Regions from separate parts of the Mus musculus genome. Here region 1 is linked to region 2. A link is a contact called in public promoter capture Hi-C data. All regions are on one chromosome and are shown on one strand. The core of a region is the stretch at or near the end of the contact, and the rest is flanking DNA. Distances in the headings are between cores, read along the strand shown.

Region 1 (2,700 bases), core at 170-2,669, about 31 Mb after region 2:
GAAATTCCGGAAGAACACGTTGGTGCCTAACTTATCATAATTTTGCTCTGTGGTGATGGATGGCTGAGTCCACTCTTTTGGGACTCCTGAGGTGTATCTTTGATGATGAAACTGTTTCCTAAATCATTATTCCTGTAGTCTGTTCTCAGTGGGAAGCTCTAGACTATGTGTGAACTGGGCATGATTGCACATTGTTGTAATCCTAGAACTTCCCTGGTATAGACAAGATCAGAGTAACTTCAAGGCCAGCCTGGTCTACATAGTTCCAGACCAGTGGTTCTCAACCTTTCTAATATTTTTCATTGCTACTTCATAACTGTAATTTTGCTACTGTTATGAATCATGATGTAAATATTTTTGGAGATAGAGGTTTGTCAAAGGGGTCATAACCCACAGGTTGAGAACCACTGTTCTAGACTGTCCAGGGCTAGAATGTGTTTAATATGGAGATAACTCACACAATTTTATACTTTATTCTTATAATGTACATTAGGTCTACTAATTTATTCACTACAGTGCTAGGTGTTTTTCCCATTTGACTAGTGTCCCTGTTTATCATTATTTCCACTGCCCACCTAGTTCTACATTATTTCTATTATGCGATTTAGAAGACATTTTACTTCTAAGTAAGAACAGGTTTCTATCCTCTGGGAACCGTGAGATGCCTCAGTATGACGTAAATGATGGCTTATCTCAGTTTCTCACCGTTGGTGTTCCATATGACTTACCTCCTGTTTCCTAATAACCCCACATAGTTTTCAATTTTTGAAAAATTAGAAAAGGCCAGTGTGGTGATACACATCTTTAATCCCAGCACTCGGGAAACAGAGGCCATGAGATGTCTGAGAGTCCAAGGCCAGAATGACCTTCATGTCCGGTTCCAAGCCAGTCAGACCAATATAGTGAGGTCATCTCAAAAATAAGAACTTCTTTCAATTCTGGTGAAAATCAAGAGAAAGTTGAAGAAAAAGAGAAACAGATTAAAAGCACTTGTTGCTCTTGCAGCTGTCCTGGATGCTATAAACTCAACATGCAGGCAAAAATACATAAAGTAAATCTAATAAAATACAGGGGAAAAAAAGGTACATTTAGGAAGATGTAATGTTACAGTGTCTTAGAATTATATACACATACAAGACGTTAATAAATCCCCTAAGCATGTGAGACAGCCTTGGACTTTCACCTATCACATTCTTGTCGGCTGTATGGAACCGTTGCGCTTTGATGCTTGCCTCTGTGTCACGGGAGTGTGGGTTCAGCCATGGCACTTTCTAGGAAGAAGTTAAAAAAAAAAAAAAAAAAATCAGAAACCACCAGATGAGCCATAATAAGTACTGGCAAGACAGACTTCCGCCAGTGGTGGTGCGCATGCGCGCCACCCAGGGCTACGTGGTAGTGAACTGAGGGAACCCTTATTCAAATCGGAAGTGGCCTAGAGTGATCACATCCGCTCAGATCTTAAAGTAGTTCGCCTCTCCTGTCGTTGCCAGGGTAGCGTGGGTGTTTGGAATCCGAACCCATGGAATTGTGGGTGTCTGTGGGCGGAAGTCTCGCAGTCCTGGCGTGCCGTGTGCAGAGCTTCTCTAAGGTGTAATGTGAGGTGAGTGGATGTGGAGCAGAGGACGCTGTGCTGCTGAGCGCCGGTTTGTGCTGAGTGATGGTTGAATCGGCCCCAGGGGGGGATGAGGTGGATAAAGTGGGGGTCGTTCGGTTCTCTTTCATTCTGTTCCTGCGGGTTTTCCGCGTCTGTATTTTGTCACTTCCCAGTATGCTGTCCTGTGGGATTTCCCACCGTCGTCCGTGAAAATTACCATGTGAGGGCATTCGGGGCAGGACTCAGTGAGTGGGCGCTGCAGCATCCGGGAGCTTCAGGGCGAGGACCTTGAGATGGCTTGTGATCCGCTCAGTCTGTGATTGGCTTAGGAGTCAGGCGATGGAGCTTGAGGCCAGTGTAGGGTGCTTTGTGAGGGCGACCGCGTCGCTTTCTGGGCTGTTTGAGTAGCTGGTAACTGGAGCCCTGGCTCCTGGTCAAACACTGGCCTTCGAGAGGAGATAAACTCCAAAGAGTAAGAGAAAACGGGGAAATGAATTTATTTACGTTTGGTCCAAACTGGAGACCCAGTGCCCTCCATCTCTGTCAGCCTAAGCAGTATTAGCAATAGAAGGCACTGCCTAGAAGCCAGGAGATGTGTTTAGGTATATTTAATGTGGTCACAGTTATCTAAGCGGGGACATAGCCTTGGGGCTGCCCTTAGGTGTTCTGGATATTTCCTTTCCCCCGTATGCAACTGAAGACAGAAGAAAGATTTAAGAAAAAACTAGTCATTTCAGTTACAATTGAAAGTTTACATAAATACTGCAGTCCTTTGCTGATGTGAGGTCTGATCGGAGGTTTGACTTGTGCCTGGGATCTGTGAATTTGGCAAGGATTGGTAATTGGCAGTTACGCAGAAAGGTGCTGCTGTAAAAAGATTGTAAGGCAGAAGCCTGGGTTCCTGCATCCAAACAGGCAAGGGCCAGCCTCATCCAGTCTGCCTACTGAAGAGACCAGTGAGGAGGAAAGGCAGGAGAGTGGAGATGTGGGTCAGCAGTGTTGGGTTCCCAGCACCCACACCACATGGTGCCTTGGAACTGCCTGGTGGGACGATTCCAGGGGATCCGTGTTCCCTTCTGGCCTCCCAGCTAATGGTGCACAGACAA
Region 2 (2,700 bases), core at 45-2,544:
TATTCTTTTCTATAGCTGCATCTCTACTTGCACCCAGACATCAGTACCACTGCTGCCTCCTCCTGGACTCCCAATAAGAGTCCCTGTGGACAGCCTTTTGCGGTGGAACAAACAAGTCCCTTAATGTTTTCTACCCAGTCTTGGACTTGGCCTCTCTCTCAGGCCCCAACATTCCTTTCCCAATGTGGTATCAAGGGGACAGCCCTACTCCACCCAATCCCCCATCTCAGCTTCTCTCAGGCCAACAGGTTTCCATATATCTCCAATACCAGAAGCCAACTCATCACATCCAACAGCGATACAAGTCTTCAGCTCTCTAGTTTAGTTGGTTGGGAGGTGACTGGGACTTCTGGGTACCCTTAAAGGCTCTCAACTCATTAGACCAACAGTCTGCAAGGGTACTACTTTTGCTGTGCCTATGTCAGCTATAGTTTCCTCACTTGTAAAAAGGACTGACTTCTCCCATGATACTTTCTGCAACTGGGACTTTGTGAAAATCTAAATTTACTATTGCAGTGGCATCAGCTTAGAGGCAGCTTGATTTCTGTGGGTTACACCTCTGCTCTTTAGGGTGCTAAGTCAACTCGAAACCCTGAGAGAAACTTGGAACAGCCATAAAGCAAGAAGAGGTTCCGGAAATACATTTCCCAGAAGTCTAAGTGAGCATCCTCGCTTTAGGGTGCCAATGTGTCCGGTCGCCGTGGCACCTGTGGCGATCAGCGCGGTAGCGCGTCAGCACAGGGCCGGTTTGCTGGGAGTTCCTGGACCCCCTACCGGCGCTCCGGGTCTAGCTAGACAGCTGGAATCCCAGAGTCCACTCTACCCAGACTCCTCCCTAGGCCTTGAGGTGAAGGGACTCCCAGCCTTCCTTCAATGCTCCGAGGGAGGCTGTGCCCTCGTGAACATGCGCACTCTCGTTCGCTTGCTCCATATCAAACTACATATCCCAGACTGCTTTGCGCGCAGCTCCAAGCCCTTCTGCCCTTCCCCCACCCCAGCCTCCGTTTCTACCCTTCTTCCCGTCCCTAGGGGATTGCGCTGGTTGCAATAATCAGCTCGCACTCCTGGACGTCTCTTCCCACACTCCCGGCCACGAATTCAGGCGTCAGGGCCCCGACGACGTGCACAATCCTCTCGGGGGGCAACGGATTCAAGCACCACCTTCCAGACTGCGCATGCCCCCACCACTTTTTTTTTTTTTTTTTTTTTTTAAATGTCAGTTCTCTACCGGCCTTCCAGGGATTTGCAGGGTTCTGCACCAATCACCGCTCTCACTAGGACGCCGTCTCCCCGTCTCCATGGCAACGACGGGTTCGAAAAAGAGCGTCCGCTGGGCTACCTGCGGAACCACTGAAAGAAAGGCTTAGCAAAATGCTTTCTGGGAGTCGTAGTTTGGAGGGTGCTGTGTGGGTGCGCAAACGCAGCACCACCGGATCTCTTTTGTATTTCTGCGCGGTGGGTAGGAGTGAGCGGGACTCCATGGTAACTAAGGGACCAAACCTGGTGGTATCCTAGGTAACGACCGCACTACTTGGTTTAAGAAAGGTCAGGATCTGTGGCGAAGCCAAGGGGAAGGGACAGGGACACAAATACCCAACGAGATGTCTATACAGGAAGGCAGAGATAGCCCCATACAGAGTCGGGGGAGAGGATGAGAGGGGTGGGAAAATTGTGAGGGGGAGACTGGATGCTAGGAGAGACTGAATATAAGTGAACACACATAGGTATGAATGAAAAGGGGGGAGGGTTAGTCATTAGAATCAGAGTTAGAACCTGAGTCATGTCAGAAAATTTAGGAAGAAGAGAGAAGCAGAAAGGGATTGGGATTAGGAAAGTGAGACATCGAAACTCTAGGGGCCAACCCAGAGTACAAAGGTAAGTGGGGAGAAATTAGAGATATAGTAAAGATGTTAATAGAGATACGGTAAAACGGACTGATAGGTTTCAAAGACTGAGGGATGGCAACAAAAAATTAGATGTGCGTGTGGGGGAAACATTTTCAGAGAAAACTCACACAAAAAATGACAACACACCAGAAAGAGGACGGGGACCAGTCCTCTAGTTTCCTAGCATCATTTACCAAACAATATTGCGACACCTGACTACTTAAACATTACCTCTCCTCCCCCATTTTTTAAATCTGTGATTGAAGTCGTAACACTATTCTGGTAGAAATTGACTTACAAGAAGCTGACAGGTAGCCGGGCGTGGTGGCGCACACCTTTAATCCCAGCACTTGAGAGGCAGAGGAAGGCGGATTTCTGAGTTCGAGGCCAGCCTGGTCTACAGAGTGAGTTCCAGGACAGCCAGGGCTATACAGAGAAATCCTGTCTTGGAAAACAAAACAAAACAAAACAAACAAACAAACAAAAAAAGAAGCTGACAGGTTGCAAATGAGTTCTGCCCAGCCATCACCTGGAAGGTAGCTAAATATCTCTTTATCCCTACACCTAACCTTTTGTTTTATTTCAGATTCATTTAGATTCATTTGTTGCATCTTCCTGAAACTACCTTTTGCTACCTTTCTGTTTTCCTTGAGGTAGTGGAAGCCAGATGCTGGGGTGAAAACCTAGCTCAGAGAGGTAGAAAAAGCACCCAGGTGACCTTCTTTCTCAGCTGAAGTTCCACCGCAAATCTCTCTCTCTGTCCCAAGAAACCTTCACATTGAATGTCCTCCCCCACTTCTACTTTCTGAATGTC

Evidence for each region. Promoter capture Hi-C pulls out the DNA fragments that hold promoters and counts their contacts.
Region 1: a promoter capture Hi-C map of second pharyngeal arch cranial neural crest shows a contact between it and region 2. The contact joins the promoter of Zfp719 here to the promoter of Mzf1 in region 2. A contact is called at or near these places in 3 of 39 promoter capture datasets (cranial neural crest, maxillary cranial neural crest and second pharyngeal arch cranial neural crest).

The regions. Positions count from the first base shown.
Region 1 is chr7:43,578,167-43,580,866 of GRCm38.p6, forward strand. Zfp719 (zinc finger protein 719) reads left to right here and starts at 1,420. Exons shown (of 4, transcript NM_172482.1): 1 at 1,420-1,600.
Region 2 is chr7:13,053,470-13,056,169 of GRCm38.p6, forward strand. Mzf1 (myeloid zinc finger 1) reads right to left here and starts at 1,295. Exons shown (of 6, transcript NM_145819.2): 1 at 1,012-1,295.